2 separate regions of the Mus musculus genome follow, and region 1 is linked to region 2. A link is a contact called in public HiChIP or PLAC-seq data. All regions are on one chromosome and are shown on one strand. The core of a region is the stretch at or near the end of the contact, and the rest is flanking DNA. Distances in the headings are between cores, read along the strand shown. Region 1 has its middle 140 kb from the start of Gm39256. Region 2 overlaps Wwox (WW domain-containing oxidoreductase).

The links. HiChIP or PLAC-seq counts read pairs in DNA pulled down with a chosen protein or histone mark.
Region 1: a contact with region 2 is called in an H3K27ac HiChIP or PLAC-seq map of thymic regulatory T cells, with 3 times the contacts expected there. The contact joins two enhancer-like sites. A contact is called at or near these places in 2 of 115 datasets of contacts at active chromatin or transcription factors (memory CD8 T cells and thymic regulatory T cells).

What each region holds. Positions count from the first base shown.
Region 1 is chr8:115,503,465-115,508,494 of GRCm38.p6, reverse strand. No RefSeq gene overlaps it. Among named protein-coding and RNA genes, the nearest start is that of Gm39256, 140 kb to the left of the region's middle. Within about 2 kb of position 1,639, at least 50 of the 459 cell types and tissues checked have an H3K27ac peak or open chromatin away from gene starts, as enhancers often do. A contact at or near this core is called in thymic regulatory T cells, where this site is marked.
Region 2 is chr8:114,877,822-114,882,809 of GRCm38.p6, reverse strand. All of the region lies in intron 8 of Wwox (WW domain-containing oxidoreductase), which reads right to left. Among named protein-coding and RNA genes, the nearest start is that of Gm39257, 81 kb to the left of the region's middle. Within about 2 kb of position 2,884, at least 85 of the 459 cell types and tissues checked have an H3K27ac peak or open chromatin away from gene starts, as enhancers often do. A contact at or near this core is called in thymic regulatory T cells, where this site is marked.

The DNA.
Region 1 (5,030 bases), core at 390-2,889, 630 kb before region 2:
TTCAAGTCAACAGAATGAGGTCACATGCAATTTGGACAAAGCCTGGGGGAATGGAGAAAGCAAGTGAGTTAAACTGTCTGAATTTTCATAAACCTCACTCACTGCCCTTGTATCAACAGTGACACTTATTCAGGATGCACTGTATTTGGGGGGGATCTCTCCTATATATGAATGATTAAAAATATAACAAAATTTAATTTTTATTTAAATTTATTAAAATTAAACATAGTTTAAAATCTTATTTCTCAGTTTAGTGGCCATATGCATGCATTTGCTTGATGGCCTTGTGTATCCACATCCAACAGTGCACATATAGAACATTTGCAACTTTATGAGCTGACATAAAGGTCTAAGCCTATGTGTTCGGCATTAGATCTGTCAGAGGAAGCAAGAGGAGAGAATATTAGTACTGTGTTGTGGTTGTTTTGAGGTCTCCTAGCAGGATTAGAGATTCATTTACCAAATGAAATTCCCACTTGCTCTGGAAGGAAAATGGTTATATTGTGTCTGAGAGAAAAGAAAAGAAATTCGTCTGACATGTTGATATTCTAGGTTGGTGACTTTGCTTGTGGCGTTTTGGAACACGGATCAGAATCAGGGAAGTGTCACCCTAGTTGAAAGCTCCCCTGTAGGGAATCTCTCAGTCTGACCTAAAGTAAGTGGAAGAGACAGGGTGAGAGAAAGAGGAATAGGGGAGGGTGTGTAATAAATGGCGCCCTGTCATATCACACTTGACATCTCTACAGGAAAAAGGGGCTGTGGAGCCATATGTGGGTTAAGCGAGGAAGTTCAAACCTTTCTCTCGTCTTCATCTTGTGTCTCAAGGTTCAGCTTGAATGCAGGAACTCTGAGTTCAATTGAAATGCATCCAATCTGTGGAGTAGCACGCTAGTCAAGGCAATGTGTTCTAATGTGAAGTGCGCCCATTTTGGGACTTCCAAGTATCTGGGAAGGAACAGGGACAAGAATAGTCCACTCCAAGAGGAGAGGGCCTTGGATGGTCATGTGATATTCCCTGACACTGTGCTCAGACAGAATGACAATATTCAGACACCTGACTGACTCCCCACTGTTAGCCTCCAGGATCTCTCATCCAAGCAGATTGCTTGTTCCTATTACTCAGCCAAGAGAACCTCAGCCCTCTGTGTGTGTATGGCACCGCTCACTCTCTCTGGGCACTACAGTGTTCGCTCTTCTCTGGAGTGCATTTTTTCCTCCATTTATATTTTCCCAGAGCAACTTCACATCGCAAACACACTTATCTGTTCTTCACATCAGCCTTAAAGATTGGGAGTATGGATCTGTTTTCCAGACCGACCGTCTGACTGTCTGACCTACGCTTGTTCACTCTCACAGAAAGGCATAATGTGACCCTTGTTAAAACCACAATTAGTCTAAGCCCTTTACAGGAAATATTGGTTTGGTAAGACGAGAGATATCGTTAATAGGAAGTCACGTGCTTGGTAGGGAGAGCAGGCACAAGCAGTCGGATGTACACAATTTCTTCTTATCATTGATCTCCTGCTGCAGCTGCTAGCTAATGAATGCAGGTTCGTGGGCACACGTGCCCTCTCTGCTGTGCCGAGAGGCCCCAGTGGGGGGTGACCCCACAAGCTCTTTAGGCCTGGCATCTTCAGGGTTGCAGCTCTGATCCCAGGCACGGGACGCTTTGTAGACACTTCCTATAACCTTCAGACAGACCACACTAGAAAGCCAACTTCCCTATTATCCCCAAGGCGGCCACCCTGTAGATGAATAACGAATCAAAGTCATATAAAAGTGGTGGAGCCAATGGTTTCTATTTTGGAATAGAAGTAGTCAATAGTTCCGACCTATAATAGCAGTGATGTTTTGGCCTCAGTCTTCTTTTCTGTACAGTGGGTGATACAGCTTGGAAGAGGTAAAGTTAAAGCCACTAGTCTGTAGAGCAGTGAACAAGTTACAGATCATATGTTGGTTATTCTTTTCTAAGCACACCAGTTAATACACATATCATAAAACATGAGGATGGGAAAATGATGTTACCGCCCTAAATGCTAGGGATGGAAATTGCCTGTGCTGTGTCTTCTGCAGACCAGACACTGAAACCTGTATCCCAGTGTATCGGGAGAAATGAGTGAGGTCATGTCAGCATGACTTTCTGGAACCAAAGAAGCTGTCATGTCATCCCTATTCTAACTTCCACCCTTCCTTGATGGCCAGGAACACCGTGGACACAGTAGTATTCTTGTGTCTTAGAGAAAGAGAACCCAAGGACTCACCCACAGTGCACAAGAGGAGGTCAGAGGACAATTTTTCAAGAGTTGATTCTGTCCTTCAACTATTTGGGACTGGGGACTGAACTCATGTCATCCAACTTGGCTGTAAATGCCTTTGTCCCCTGAGCCATTTCTCCTGCTTAAGACCAGGGCTTTATAACATGGAGTAGTTTGTTATCCATAGTGTATCAGATGTTGAAAACCCCAAAGCAGGTCCTCTCTACACCTAAAAATGAAAAATGAAGATATGCACAAGAACTTCCTCTTTGGATGAATTTGTTTTACTTATCTAAAGCAATGTGTCTCATTTTTTCCTTTTATTTATTCATTTATCTATTTTTTATTCATTTCTTGGTTTGGGGGTTGGTTGTTGTTTGAGACAGGGTTTCTCTGTGTAGCCCTGGCTGTCCTAGAACTCACTCTTTAGACCAGTCTGGCCTAGAAGTCAGAGATCTGTCTGCCTCTGCTTCCCACGTACTGGGAATAAAGAAGTGTACTCCCATGCCCAGCCTAGCAATGTGTTGTTTTAAGTCTAGTAAATTGCTTAATAAAAAGATATTTAAATGATATTTTAACTTGAAGACCAGAAAAAAAACATAATCTTATAGGGTTTCCTAGATTGAGCTAGTATGTTCATATTCAAAAGCAGCTCGTGTGTGTGTGTGTGTGTGTGTGTGTGTGTGTGTGTGTTTGTGTGTCTGTCATCTGTCTGTCTGTGTGGGGTGCATGTGTGTCTATGTGTGTGCATGTGTGTCCATGTGTATGTGTGTTCATTTGTGTGCATGTATGTGTGTTTATGTGGGTGAGTGTATGTACACATGTGTGTGGTTATATGTGCATATTTATGTGAACATAAGTGCATGTTTGTACAAACTTGCTACTTCTGTGTGTCCCCTGTTCCTGCCTAAGTCTTAGAAATAATTTGAAATGGGCTAGGAAGAAGACTCGGTTGCTGAAGTGCCTGCTATGTAAGTATGAGGACCCCAGAGTTCAGATGCCCCAACCCCCACATAAAAACTAACCATGAAGGTGTGTTTATTACCCTAGTAACAGAGTGGGGCATATAGAGGTATAGACTCTGTCTAAAAAAAAAGGTTGAGAGAGACAGTTACCCAATATTGATCTCTAGCCTCCATGTACGTACACACACACACACACACACACACACACACACACACACACCAAATAAAATAAAAATAGAAAAATTTTAATTAAAAACATAAAAAGAAATGTTTTGGCCAAACAGTTTCACTCTGACAACTTGTGCGTAAATGGAACACTAGGACACACTAGTGAAGTGAACTTTCTTTAGACTGCAGAAGAGCTGGGTAAATATCTAACAACATAGCTCCCCCATTTCAGTGTCACAACAGGCATTACTAGTGGTATAGAACACTCAGAGCTTTCAGTACAATTCTTCAGACAGACACAACCAATCCAGAAAAGCAGAGACGCTAGATGAGCCCCCATTTACTTTCAAGAAGCTAGGAGAGAGTTTGTGGGCCAAGTCCACGACCCGGAGACGATCTTGCTCAAATTAGCTTCAAATTGCTTTGCTCCAAGCAGAAGCTGAATCTCAAAAAGCTTTGCAAAGAGAAAATTGTATTCTTGGGACAGAACTGGGTAATTGTCCTGAGAGAAGACTCTATTTTCTTAGTCTTGTCCAAATAAGAACAGGCATTGAGTGTTTAAAGGAACACTTGGAAAATGTATACAAATTCATTGAATAATTCCATTTCTGAGATGTTGAACTGCAGCAAGACAGTGTTGCTTGGGATTCTTCTAAAGTGAAAAGGGGTCACTGTAACAGTGTGAAGAGCAGGCTGGGCGTGGTGCTGCACTCCAAGAGGAAGAGGCAGGCGGATTTCTGAATTCGAGGCCAGCCTGGTCTACAAAGTGAGTTACAGGACAGCCAGGGCTATAAAGAGAAACCCTGTCTTGAAAAACAAAAACAAAAACAAAAAAAAAGAAAGGAAGAGAAAAGAAAAGAAAAGAAAAGGAAAGGAAAGGAAAGGAAAGGAAAGGAAAGGAAAGGAAAGGAAAAGAAAAGAAAAGAAAAGAAAAGAAAAGAAAAGAAAAGAAAAGAAAAGAAAAGAAAAGAAAAAGAAACAGTGTGAAGAGCACTAACAACGGTAATCAGATGGAGGCTGGAGAGACGACTCTGGAGAGACGACTCGGTGGTTAAAGGGGCTTGCTATGCCACCAAGGGGCCTGAGTTCAGCCCACATTTGGTGACTTACAACTGCCTGTAACTCCAGAGCCAAGGGCTCTGATACCCTATTGTGGCCTCCAACATACCTGCACTTGTGTGTACATATGCATTCAGGCACATATATCATTAAAAAATAAATCTTTCCAAAATTATTTTAATAATTGAAATACTCAACAATAAGAAAAGAGGTCAATCAATATGCTTGCTAGATTTACTTTTTAATGTTTTTGGTAAGTAAAGTTTGTGTGTGTGTTATGTGGTGTGAGTATGTGCGAAGGCATATGTGAGGGTGCATGTACATATGTGGTGGTAGGGGACACATGTAACAGTGTATGTGTGGGGGTATGTTGTACATGGTATATGTGTGGGGTGTGTATAGTGTATATGTAGTGTGTGTGTATATATGTGTGTGTGTATGTGTGTATTGTGTGTGCACACATGAAGTCATATGTGTGTGGAGGTCACAGGTTGTTGTTACATGTCTTCCTGGTCATGCTCTACTTTATTTACCAGGATAGGATCTCTCTTTCAACCTCCAAGACCACCAGTTTCACTAGTGT
Region 2 (4,988 bases), core at 1,635-4,134:
TTCTGATGCACTTTATTGTAACTGGATTCGCTCCAGTGCCCTGCCCCCCTCCTCCCTCCCCCCTCTCCCCTCCAGCCTGCATTGGGGCACCTGGAAAAGTCATGGCCATCCATCTGGTGTCAAGTGGCACCAATCTCTGCATTCTGTGAGAGTCAATTGCAATTAACAGGGCCATTCAGGAAACGGCAGGTACAGCCCAGACAAAGGCAGCCCAGACAGATCTTATCAGAGCCCAAGGCCGGCAGGACTGTCCCTTTCTGAAGCTGCCTGCCTGGGAGAAAACCCTGGAAGAAAGGAAGGAAGGAAGGAAGGAAGGAAGGAAGGAAGGAAGGAAGGAAGGAAGGAAGGAAGATGGGAAAGGACAGTGAGTCATAAGGAGGAGGCAGCGAGATTCAAGAAAAGCAAGCCAGACTCCAGCAAGCTCTTGGGCTCAGACACTGACAAACCCCAGCCACCAGGGGCCTTCAGCAAGTCACTCCACCCTTGCCAGCCAGCTTCAGAGCTGCAGGTGGCCCATCTATTAATAGGGACTACAAACGGCACCTTCCTCATCTTGAAACTGTCTAGAGGAGACATGCTGAGGGCGGTGTTTACTGTAAAGGATCAGGAGAGCTTGAGAGTGGTGGGAGAGCTCTGGAGAGCGAGCGTGCCTGTGTGTGTGTGTGTGTGTGTGTGTGTGTGTGTATTAGCAGAGCAGGTGTCTTGGAGAGAAGCCACATACCACACAGGCACTGGGTGAGCCTGCTGGATGCCACCTGTTCCACCCTGTCCACTTGGGCCACAGGGAATCCTCTGCCCATGCAGAAGAAAAAAAGCTCTAGAAAGCAGCCAGTCTTCCATTTAGGGAATCTGGTGACTAGCCTGCCTGCACCATCAGGGGGAAGGGGCTGATCGCCATAGGGCAACAAGGAGGATCAGGTAGAATCTGGTGGCAGTGGTAGGCACTCAAGGCATGTGATTCACTTTCTGTCAGCCCACATTCCTCGGTACCCTTCAGGGCCAGGGGAGTAAGCTCAAGCCCAGTAGGTACCTAACTAGGGCCAGAGGAAGAATGGGCCCCCGACCAGGCCTTGGCTCTGACTGCGTGAAGCAGTTATCACAGGGTGGCCTGGAGGTTGAAGGCCTTCTGCACCCTTTTCTGTGGAGAGGGTGGGGCATGTCTTCCCCGTTTTACTTTCCAGGCTAAGTGGCCTGTTCTTGTCACCGTCTGTCGTTGGGCACTTATTTTGCAAGGATGCTTTGAATTTCAGAAATATGGAGTTTTTAAAAATCCACCAATTATCATTTTTCGGTGTGTCTTTGTGTGTAAGAATGTTTGTGTGTGTGTGCACAAGTGCCGGTGCATGTGAACGTCTATGCACATGCATGTGGAGGTCAGAGGTCAATCTTTGGTGCTCATTCTCAGGCCATGAGCCTCCTTTTTCTTCTGAGACAGGGTCTCTCGCTGGCTTTTAACTTGTCTAGTAGGCTAGGCTGGCTGCCCATGATCCCTCTGAGCCTCCTATCCGCACCTCCCTATGCTGCCCTTACAGCCACACCACCCTTGGGTTCTGGATGTCAACCACTGTTTCCCCAGTTTCCATTAATCAGAAAGGTTAAAGGGAGTCTCAGAGCAGGAGTAAAGAGGTTCCCTTCCAGTAAGCAAAAGGAGCTGGGGTGATCGGGTGAGGGGTGGGGGAGGTGGGGGTGGGGGGTGGGGAGCAGCCACCACATTTTCTAACAGGAAGAGAAAGAAACCACAGAAGCAAAACATCATTGAATCGGGAGCCTGTTTATTCCAAAGAACAGGAGCAGAGACTATGCCCCAACTGGATGCCTCTATTGTAATCATCAGCTCTCAGTGTCTGATGCTTAAGCATATTGATATATCAGGTTTGGTGACAAGGTATTTCGTGCTGAGGTTTCTGAGGTGTCTAGTGGAGCCAGTGATGTGTAGTAGGAAGTCAACAACCCTTAGCTCCCTCCTCTTGCATTCTGTGTTATCGAAGCTTTCATCTGAGCTGGAGAGCGGCTGATTGTATCAACAGCAACATGGATTTCATTTAATATCTATCTTCTATTGACATGGAACCACCGACTCTTAATAGCAGGGACCTGTTCGAGGCACCTTAAAATTGCAGCTCGAGTGCAGACTTCTCTCCTAGGACCTCAGGGTGGTGTGCAGGGGGAAGTAGGGACGGGGAACTGTCCACCCACCTTTGCAGTGGCTGGGTGAGTTACAGAATTATATTACCAGTACAATTAGGTCAGGGTTTCCTCTGCATTGCCACAGCTACCTTTGAGCCCTGTGTGACACAAGGTGTTTTCCTCTGTGACCTGGCTTCCAAGGCATCTAAACTGGGCTTCACTGAGGCCATATAGAAAAGCTAACACCAGAGTGCTCTCTCTCTCTCTCTCTCTCTCTCTCTCTCTTTCTCTCTCTCTCTCTCTCTCTCATGTGATAGCCAGTGCTTGTCATGACAGAGGGAAGAAGATAATAATATTAATGATCTTGATGTTGACCATGTCAAGGCTGACTGTACCACATTCTTCCTATCAGGCGTAGAAGGAGGTGGTCCCTGGGACAGGGCTTAAGATTTTAGCATTCAAGTTCAGTGTCATTCCTCCTTGGGCTTCCTGAGGGACAGACTACAGGTACAGGCAGGCTTCCATCCTACAGGCACAGAACTTGGGGTGGGGATGGGGTCTACACTGAAAAGGTCATACACATTTAATTCTGGGGGCTCCCGAGCCAGATTCCAGCAAGTCTGGGATCTGTTTGTCTCTAAACCAGGGGTTCCATGAAAAGAGCTACGGTTTTGGCAGCAGATGTACTTAAGTGTCACATCTGACTTTCTAGTGCCCCATGTAACACTAGATGAGGCTTCCTGTCTGTAAGGTGGGGTTTCCCTTACAGCAAGGGAAACCACAGTACCCCGGGAACATGCTGTCTTACTCCCTACTGCTCTGGGTAGCTTTGCCTCCTTTCTGAATACACACATTGAGCCCTTATCTCTCACTGCCATACAAGCCTATGCTCCTGAGCTTCTGACTGGGTGGGCCAACTGCTGGGCCTCAGGCTTGTCTCCTCTGGACAGTGTTCATGAGTGAGACCCACATACCCCACAAGGGTTTCAGGTTGCTGGCTAATTTGTTGCCACATATCCCTAATGCCAATTCAGACACACACACACACACACACACACACACACACACACACACACATCCCTGTTGTCCCACTCCGAGAGATATCATTTCTGCTGCCCGAGTGAGGGAGCCGGTGAAGGAGACGAACACCTTCAGTAGAAAGCCCTTTCCAAGCTTGGGGATTTTTAAGGTCCACTTGATTGCTTGTTTGTTTGTGACAGACTCTCTTTATTTAGCCCAGGATAGCCTTGAACTTTTGATTTGTGACAAGCTACCTGTCATATGCTAAGCAGACTGTCTGCTCTCCGCTGACAGCTATTTATCTTACCCCTAATCTCCTGGGCACTGCATTTGGAAGGAAAGGCCTCAGAGACTCCTGGGACTCTCTGGTAATGGAAAAAACTTCCCCTCCAAATGTAAAGAAGGTCGCTGGTGCAGAAGGATGAGACTTCATGTGCAGTCACACCCACCGTGCTATCTATGGGAACATTAGCCCGCACAACACGGCCTTAAACCACGGTGGCTAGCTAGCAAAAGCTCCAAGACCTCTTCTTGTCTTATATGGTGTTAGACTACCAAGGGGCATGTGGCCCTTTGGCTGAAGCAGCTAGAACTGTTCTCAGCCACAGGAAGCCTGAAAAGAGGGCCACAAGAGTGACCCTCCTGCTCTCCTGAGGTGACCTACACCTGAATGAAGAAGGAAATGAGTTCTACTCCCAGCCCCACTCCCCTGTCTGATGCACATGGGAGCTCAACCCAGGCTGACAGCAGCTACCAGCCCTGCAGAAATCTCTTTATGCATCACAGGAGGGAGAGAAGAAAGAGGGCGGCTAACTCATCCTCGCACTTCACAGCATGCAGGAGGCTGCAGGTTGCTTTCTAGAGCTGTGGGCCTTGCGGCAAGCTGTTTAGGAAAAGCAGGGGACTTTGTAGTGGCTTCACAGGGGCCAGCGGCTTATTGGCTTCACTCGTTAGAAACCTGCCCTTGTCAGTGTGTGTGTTGTATCTGTGAAATGGGGGTGCGCAAAACTGGCTCCCTCCCTGATAAGATTCTTTTTTTCCTTTGCACGCTTGGTACTGATTAGGTTAAAATAGGGCAGAGAGGGAAGGCAGAGAAGCTGTCTGGCGGTGAGTCACCTAGGAGACACATAGACGAATCCAGGAGCTGGGGGTCTGGGTGGGGATTAAAAAAAAAAAAGGCAAAAGAGGACTAGAGAGTTGGTGCAGTGGAGAGTTGTGCAAGCATGAGGACTGGAGTTCCAATCTCCAGCACCCATCTAAAAAGGGCTGGGCATTGCTGTGTATATTCCTGTAACCCAGCACTGGGAGGTGAAGGAAGGCTGTCCCTGAGAGTACACACCAGCCTTGCATCCCACCTGAAAGGATCAGCTCCCGCCTCAGGGGGAGACCCTCTCAATGTGCCAGACTTTCTGCTATGCTTCTGTGCGCACATGCACAGGTATGCCAACCTGCACACTCAAATGCACGCAGTGCACACACACACACACCACGCGTACACACTCATGCTATGGTGGAAACAGTGGGGCCGGCTGCTTCTTGCTCCCACCAATGTAGCTTTTCCAGCATGCGTCCCTTTGAACTGTGAACCCAAAGAGAAACTTCCCCTGGTAAGCTGATGTTGGGTCACATCATATTGACCAGAAAGGCAAACGCTACAGAGCTCAGTCAGGGCCTGGGAACACGGTGTGTGTCCACTGTGTAGAACAGAATGACTCAGGCTATCATGGAGATGCCAGGCAACACCACAGCAGACTATATACAGGGAATCACTGCAAAGGGGTGGGTAGGTTAAGGAAGCCAGGAGCAAAATTCCAACAGCGCCTCTCCCAGAATGACTTTAC